2 separate regions of the Urocitellus parryii genome follow, and region 2 is linked to region 1. Evidence: chromatin contacts called from public Hi-C data. All regions are on one chromosome and are shown on one strand. Each heading gives the region's core, a stretch centred on a gene start, on an enhancer-like site or on the middle of the called end of the contact. The rest is flanking DNA. Distances are from core to core; before and after follow the strand shown. Region 1 holds the start of Mmadhc (metabolism of cobalamin associated D). Region 2 holds the start of Rnd3 (Rho family GTPase 3).

Region 1 (4,317 bases), core at 1,524-4,023:
AGGCAGAAGGACTGCAAGTTCAAAGCTAGCAACTTAGCAAGGCCCCATCTCAAAATAAAAAATGAAGTGCCCCTGGATTCAATCCTAGGTACCAAAATATATAAATAAGTAAATAAATAAATAGTGGTAGTTATTGCCCAAGCCAGTCTCTTTTGATTGGATGGCAATGTCCAATTTCCTTCATTTTAGCACAAATCTTTGTGGTACATTTTCTGATCTTATATTAATTTCCTAGACATTGAAATCAGATATAATGGGTGAATATATAAATATCTTCTGTGCATACACTTTTAGCAAAATATTTGAGTCAGAATAAATTAATGCAAGAGTTGGCAAATTATTCAAAAGTACAGCCTATTGCTTTGGTAAACAAAGTTTTATTTTAATACATACATACCTAATCACTTACTTATTATGTCTAACTGCTTTTGCACCATAATGGCAGAGTGAAGTAGCTGTAACCAAGAGTATACGGCCCACAAAACTTAAAATATATATGATTTGGCCCTTTAATAATAAAAAACTTATAACTAAAAATTCTTCGTTTAATGGAAATCAATTAGCATACATATTAAGAGTCATAAACGTCCATGCTTCAGAATCTAGACAAACTTGAAATATGCCTTTCTGATATAAAGAAACAGCCTTCTGGTAGCTATAGTAATTTGTTGCTAACTAATGCCATTGGGCTACGTGAATTCAGGACTGCTGTATTTTCTGTGTTTTTATGAAAAGCAGGTATGTACTTCTTCAACAAGTATTCTACCATATATAAAATTTTAATAAAAGTCTGTAATTTTTTAGATAAAAAGCATAACATCACAAAAGGTATATTTTAAAGAGTTATAAATTCAGTTTGCTAGACTCTGAAGCATTGATATGACTCTCAATTGGAATGTTAACTAAACTGTCAAAGACATGCATATTTCATTACTAACATCCATTCAGAGTTTATAATGCATATAAATACAAAAATTTTAAGCAATTTAAATACTAACATTTTTTAGTATAAATTTCATTCTAAAAAATAACTTGTAAAAGCATCTTCTAAACTATTTGCCCTACTGAACTAATTTATATTCATGTAGCCAAAATAAAGGTCAGATATTAATATTATACTTAATTTCCCTCTTTTCAAAGTACCATATACACCTTTTACAACGTTCCTTTCTGTACAGATTATGGGTAGGCAAAAATTCATGTTAAAATTAAGGCCAAATTGTTAGACTACTCTTGTGATTTGACTGTGTAAGCCACACATTTGCACTTACTAATTGCAAGAATAATATCTCTGCTGTTGCCCATTCATCTTTCTAACATTCAGGTCTGATTAAGTCACCACAGTTTATAGAATATGGCTTCATTCAGGGTTCCCTATTATTTGGTCCCAACCTCAGAATTCAACCTTACCTTCTAGTGATCATCAGGTGGAAATAATTTAATTTTTGAAAGGAGCAATGAGTAGTGTTCTTTGAACAACTTCTGTTCTTCCCACCCATATCTTAATTATCAGATTTCATTCAGTTTTCAAGTCTCAAATGCTTTTCACAGTAGTCTCCAACCCTACTTTTCCTTCTGCACAAAACTCTGAATGTGCATTGTACCTTTTCAAAGTTTTAAAAAAAGATTATATGCTACTTTTATTGTAGCTGTTTTCATGTCTTATGTCCATATTATATGAATTCTCTAAGGTAAAGTAAGATGTGTATAATTTTTTCTTTCTTTTTTGCACAGTCTAGGCAAGCACTCCCTCACTGAAATACACTCTCATCCTTGGATGTGTATAATTAATCACAGGGTACTTAAGAGTCAATGCTGATGTCAATGAATACCTTTTGATTTCATTTTGTAGAATCTGGAGGGCCACTTCCTATATTGCAACGGCTACAAACCCTTCAGTTTTGCTAACGAGAAATAAAAAGGGGCTTTATATAGATTCTAAATACTGGAATAACGTCTTTAAAAATATTGGGTTTTAAAACTTTCTGTCTAGAAAAATAAAATTGGAGAGATAAGTACATGCATATTAAAAGAATATCTGTGTTCAAACTACCTTAAAAGGATTACAACATAATTTCATAGCCCTTGCTTCTCCTGACATTTTTGATACACTAACATCATGACGTCAAAGCCCCATAATGAAATCCGTCTGATTCCTAACAAGTTCAACTGACTTTTAAGACTACTCACATTGGCCATTTCCAGTGGAGAAGACAGACACAAAATCTTCTCCTTCGCAAAGTATTCCTGGGAAAGGACAAAACAAAACAGGCTAGTGACAGAACTCTGAGGGACCACTCCGGAACGTCCACTATTGCGTGCTGTGTCCCTCCCCCTCGGCAGGATGACCTCCGAGCTGCCCCTCACCCCCGAGGCCAGACTCCCCCCGGCCGACCCCAGGAGGTCGCGGCTCCGAGCATCCACGGGCACACGTGTCCCGGGGGAAAACCCACCCGACCCGAGGGGGTGGGACGGCCGGCCTTCAGAGCGCCGGGGTCCACGCTGATGTTTTAACACAGATCAGGGCTGTTTGGCAACACCTCCGAAAGGAGGCTCGGGCTGCGCAGAAGAGGAAGGGGCGGTGATAGGACGACAGGGGATCTCCGTAATCAGGGCAATACCGAGAACTCTGGGCCAAAGATTGGCGAGTTTGGAGGGGCTAAGGCGGGCGGAAACCATCCGTACCAATCACCACCCGCCTCCAGCCGTCCCAGACTCTGACTCTTCGCACCGTCAAAATGGCTGCGGCGAAGGCGATGGGGGTAGCAGCTACTTTGGTCACTACCAGGCCAACGAAGTTGCTTCCGAGTGCATCGATGTAAAGGATCGTCGAACCGATGATGCGCACGCGTGTCACGTAGGCCTGCCAGAGCCGACCTTCGATTGGCTGAGCCTGGGCTGACAACAAGGGTGGACCAAAGCGAGGAGGTGTCAGCTGGGAGTTAGCTAGGAGGGCTGCAGGCAGTGTTAGGCGGGAGTTTTTCCTTCGTTCATTGATTTTTGTTTTATTTGATAGATTCCTCTCACTCTGAGCTTTTCTTACTGACTCCAGAATATACAGTCTTCTGTTCTTTGTATGATTATGTATTTTTCACGAATATTTTTCTTTTGAGCACAGGGCACTTTTTCTTTTTATGTCCCCACTTCTACTACAGTGCCACTTTCACTACAGGCTCGGTAAATACGTATCCAATGATTTATTTATAAATAGCATATCCTAATTAATTTTAAAATTAATGCATTTTTAAAAATTGTAGTTAAAGCACAAATTTTATTCATATTTCTTAATTTTTGACTTATTGTCTGTTTCTGTATCAGAATTCTGAGTACCACATTACATTTAGTCACCGTATCTCCTCAGACTCTTCCAGGCAGTGACAGTTTCACAGAGTTGGTTTGCTTTTGTAACCTTGATAGTTTTGAGGCATACTAACAAAGCACTTTTTTTTTTAATAATACATGATAGTAGAATCCATTTTGACATACTTGTACAAGCATGGAAAATATCTTGTTCTAATTCTTAATCCAGCACCTCTCCCTTTCCTTTCTACTCCCCACCCCCTGCTCCTTTCCCTTGATTGATCTTTCTGCCATTTACCCATAGTTATTTTTTAAAATTAATTTCATATGGGTGTACCCGATTGTGAGATTCACTGTGGTATATGTTCATAGGAAAGTTATATCCACTGTCTTTCCTTTTCTCATCCTCCCTCCCTTCCCTTCATTCTCCATAAGACATTTTGTTGAATATCCCACAGTTGGAGTTTGCCTGATGTTTTTTCTTATGTATTGATTGGAGTTATAGGACTTGGGGGATAAAGAGGTAAAGTACCCTCCTTAACACATCACATTAAGAGTACACATGATTTATCACTATTGATGTTAACCTTTATCACCTTGCTAAGGTAGTGTTTGCCAGATTTTTCAACTGTGAAGTTATTCTTTTCCTTTGGAAGGATGTCACTATGTGCAGCTCAAATTGTAGGAGTGAGAAGTTGTGCTTCATCTCTTTAATAGTAAACTATCTTCATAAATTATTTGCAGTTCTTCTGCATGGGAGATCTTCTGTTCTGCCCCATTTGTTTGTGTATTCAGCCATTCATATTAGAATGTAGTTGTGGATGTTTTACATTTGGGGTTGTGATCCAATAGTATTTTGTTGTTTTTCCTGTTTTGATCATTGGAATTTCTTTTAGTTGACACCTCTGCCTTTTTGACATATCCTTGTTTTCCATTAGTTTCTGGCACTACAAGATGCTCCAGGATCATCTAGTATGTTCCCCTGATCTAATCCTAGAATCATCCACTTTCCCAAGG
Region 2 (4,494 bases), core at 1,417-3,916, 780 kb after region 1:
CTGCCCACTAGGCAAACGATTTCCATGATATGTCTTGGAATTGGAGCCCATTAGTGCTAGGTTGTGAATAATTCTGATGATAGTAATATTGAAATAAAAAACCACTGGAATTTCGTCCATCAACACCTTTTCGATAGTATCGAGTCTGTGTGGGCAACCCCCAATACACAACACTAAATATGACAAGGTCCTTGTTCTGCTGCCCTTGGCGCAGTTCAAGGAAGAGCCTGACTCTCCAGGGGGAAAGTAAACCGGCCCTCCTCACTGCAGCAGTCGGAGCCTCTGGCACCCACCGTGAGAGGCGCTCGTGCGAGACTTTTGCCTTTGTGCAAGGACTGCCTCTGGCGACCCTTTCAATCTGGCCTTTTCCTCTTGCTCTCTAATGCCCCACGTCTTTTGGGAGCTACAGAGATTCAAGCCCAGAGTTGTGGGAAGCTCACAGAAGCACCTCCACGAAGCCACTCCCAGCTGAGCCCGGCTCCACCTCAGAGCCTCCCCGCCAGACGGCAAAACCTGCTGGCAAAACCTGCTTGTTGGCACTTGTGCGCTCCTCCTTGCTAGTTTCGAGTAGGATTTGGCAGATCAGTCCACCAGCAGATCAGTTCCCTATGCGCAGAGGCCTTTCCCTTGCCTTGCCTGGTGGCTTTGCTCCCCTAAAGACACCCTTTCAGCAAACAGCAATCCCTCACAGCGGAGCACTGCTGACCAGGGGTAGAGGATCCTAGTCCCAGATACTCAGGTGGTGCCCCAGCCCCCACCGACCTTGACCCGGTGCAAACCCCTAAGGTAGAGGGCTGGAAGCCTTCCCACTGGCGGGTATTTGACCCTTTCTGCCACCACGAGACAGGTAGGTGGATGGGCACAGGGGAAGGCAATAACCCGATCTTGAACCCCAGACCTTTGAAAATAACCCACCACGAAGCCAATAATTCAAGTAGACAGGAAGGTCAAAGGGGAACAGTGCTAGCTGCAGCTCGGCTGGCAAATGGAAGGTGATGCAATAGGGGTAGCGAGGGACTGGCGTGGTAGAGGTGAGCTGCGTGATCACTGGGAGGGCTAGGAGGAGATTGCGTGCCAGTGGGCGCTAAGAAAAGGGCCCGCGGCGCTTCCAAGAGGCCAGTCTACCCCCGGGCTCCCGCGCTGCCCTAGCCGCCAGCGCATTCCTGGCAGTAGGCGTCATGGGCGCCGGCAGCCGTTTTGCACGTTACTCTGCCCCAAGCGCGGAATCAGCTTGTAACCGCATCGCTCCGGGGATTTTCTTCCACCTCCCCCTCACTCCACCCCACCCCACCGCCAGAGCTTTCCGCCTCCTAGCCAAACATCAGGTCACATTCAGTAGGGGCACCCGCCTAGTACTAGTGGTTCCACAGGGGCGCGCGCACTCCCCCTGCACCGAGCCACCTTGGCAGCCCGGAGACCACTCGGGCAAGGCCGCAAGAACCGACCATGCCGGGCCACCCAGCCAGGGGCGACTCCAACCTCGGGGTCACCCTGAGGGCACACAGCGCTCTCCATTCCCTACTGCCACCCCTCTCCCCATATTGTACCCCGCCCCCACGCAGAAAGGATAAAATTTTCACCCAGCAGGGGCCGTGAGAATCCCTCACAGGGGCAAAATTAATGGAAGGGCGCAGAGAGCTGGTGGAACGAGCCCGCCGCGCACCCCGCAGCGACTAGAAACCCGCCCCAAGCGCCACGCGGTCCGATGACTCTTACCCGAAGTGTCCCAAAGGCTCAACTCTATTCTTTGTGTGTCGATTTCAAAACTGGCCGTATAATTCTCAAACACTGTAGGGACGTAATTCTGGACAAACAAAATGGACAGAAGAGGAAGGAAAGGGGGCAAAGAGGTTATTTTTAAAATACTCCACACCATCGAACACTGAAAATATCTCCTCCCCTAGTTCCCAATGGAAAAAAGGAAACACGCAGCGCGCACGCACACACACACACACACACACACACACACACACGCACACACACGAAAAAAAAAAACACACACACACATCAGACTACACACTAAACACGTGGACTCTGTCCGAAACCCTGTCGGCCCCATCGGCTCTCGGAGACAAGCTGACCCAAATCTTCCTACCTCGGGCTCTGCACACAGAAATGAACAAGTTTCAGGAGCTAAATAACCCCATGTGCAGGCGCGTCCCAACCCCTGAAACGCTTCCAGTGCACGTTCCCATTCCGAGCAGTGGGGAAAGTGGGAAAGGGTGAGAAGCAGGGGGAAGAACCTCGAGAAGGGGTATCTCAAGGGTTTCCTCCCTAAAAGCCGAGGCTTGCCTCACTCACCTCGGGGAAGCAGTCCTTGGCGAAGACGTGCAGCAGCGCAGTTTTCCCACACTGACTGTCTCCCACCACTACTATCTTGCATTTCACGTTCTGGTTAGGATCCATGATAGATTTACTGGATAGTTTCTGGCTGGCTCTTCTCTCCTTCATTGATGTTGCCTTATTTTCTCTTGGAACAGGAATTTTCTCTTAAGAAGAAAAAATATATATTTCTCTCTATATAAAAAGCATATATAAAAATAAATCGCAAGGCTGGTGGGAACCCCTGAAGCGCAACGCGGACGAGGAGGAGAACGAGAAGAGCCGGCTCGTTACTCCCCTCCAACAAGTTTTATGCCTGACTCCACACCGCGCCTCCCAAGTCCAATTCCGATCTGACTGCTTTGTTTCACGCTCTCTGCGCGGCTTTATACGCCCAGCCTTCCAATCCTCTTCTTTCTCAATGAGAGAAGGAAACTGATCCGCCTCCTCCCCTTTTATGGAGCCTGGGAGCGAGCGCTGTAGCGTTGCTTGCGGAAAATGTAAGCAGCGCGCCCTCTAGGGTGGCTGTACAGAATGGATTTCAGAGCGAAGCTCTGGGACAACTAGAAGACCCCAAGTAGGATTTTCTGATGGATGGAACTGAACAAGTACAGAAGGAGGCAGAAAATGGATATCTGTGCACATCAATTTGTACTAGAATTCCTTTAAAGATGTTTTCATAAGTGATCTTCTCCAGAAGCCTCATGAACTTTTTTTTGTGAGAACATAAGTATTTCCCATTAAAGTCAAGGCATAGTTACAAAACATAGGAAGCAAATTTTGGGTGCCAAAGGGTTAAATGGTTGTATTACAAAGAAAATTAAAAGGTCAGTGTCAGGTACGTAGGCCATGGAACAATAGCTAAGCCAAGCTGTTTCAGATGCAAGAATTGGTTTGCTGGGTCACAGTAACAGGCTAGCTTCTGAAACCTGGCAATTTCAGTCATTCAAGAGAAAGCAGAAAGGTTTGCAGGAGTGGGAAGAGGGAGTGGGAGGAGAGAAGAAAGAGAGGCAGAAGATGCTTATAACTGAGGCCACTGGAAGCAGCCTTACTGCACTAGGGACCAAATACACAGTGTCAGTCTTCTGCCCACCCCTGCCCTTGGACCTCTCTGCCTTTCATTCCTTCATCTGTAGCCACCATCTGCCTTGGAATCAAAGCACTCTCAGATGGATTCAGAAGACCCACATACCCTTAGATGAAAAACTCAAGTTCAACTCTCCAGCCCTCTCCACCTCTCCTCCACATCCATACCTCTAGTCTTCCAAACTCTTCCTCCCAGCAAGAGCCTCAGAAGGACCAAAATAGCCCACAGATTTTGTTATCTTTTTTTTCCTCTCTGTGAAAACTCATCTTCATCTCTTGTATCCCACATGGTCAGGAGGTTTCAGTTATTAAATTGTAATAAGGATATTGGCCCAAACTAATTTATAGATCCTCCTATGGAAATTTCTGGGCTTCTAAATGAGAAGGTAAGGTGGAAAAAAAAATGTTCAGTGTGGGTAGTGGAAAGACACAATGAAGGGTAGTTAAAACCTTGATGTAAATAGGAACATCTAGGACCAAGAAGTGTAGGGCATCCTGGAATGGTCTCTCCCTTCCATTCAGAGCTGAGAACATTGGAGTCTCCCCTGAAAGGACAGTCCTGACTTTAACTGGATTGATGGGTTTGTTTTACACAGGTGTAGACCCACAGAGAAGGAAGTTGCTGGCGCTTCTGGGGTTTTCTAGAGCATCATTTGCTGGAGTTGCTTTGAAGAGCTTTAGCCCTCTCCTCACACAAATGGTCCCCTAGGCAGTTTGTGAGGAAAAACGGCCCATATTTCCCATGAAGACTTACAGGCACTTAGATTCATTAGGGTCATGAAAAAGTCCTATAGAAAAGTGGCCCAGTGAGAATGTAACCACCTTTTGACCTAGATATCCCACTCCTCGGTCTATACCCAAAGGACTTAAAAACAGCATACTACAGGGACACAGCCACATCAATGTTTATTGCAGCAAAATTCACAATAGCTAAACTGTGGAACCAACCTAGATGCCCTTCAGTAGATGAATGGATAAAGAAAATGTGAGATATATATATATACACACACACATACATATGTGTATATATATATATATATATATATATATACAAATGGAATATTACTCAGCAATAGAAGATAATAA

The links. Hi-C and Micro-C count contacts between places; a contact is called where the count stands out from the background.
Region 2: a Hi-C map of muscle shows a contact between it and region 1, with 4 times the contacts expected there. The contact joins the promoter of Rnd3 here to the promoter of Mmadhc in region 1. A contact is called at or near these places in 2 of 2 Hi-C or Micro-C datasets (liver and muscle).

The regions. Positions count from the first base shown.
Region 1 is chr1:204,811,605-204,815,921 of mUroPar1.hap1, forward strand. Mmadhc (metabolism of cobalamin associated D) reads right to left here and starts at 2,774. Exons shown (of 10, transcript XM_026388595.2): 1 at 2,686-2,774; 2 at 2,191-2,247. The coding sequence starts at 2,199.
Region 2 is chr1:205,593,861-205,598,354 of mUroPar1.hap1, forward strand. Rnd3 (Rho family GTPase 3) reads right to left here and starts at 2,667. Exons shown (of 5, transcript XM_026389294.2): 1 at 2,302-2,667; 2 at 1,717-1,804. The coding sequence starts at 2,451.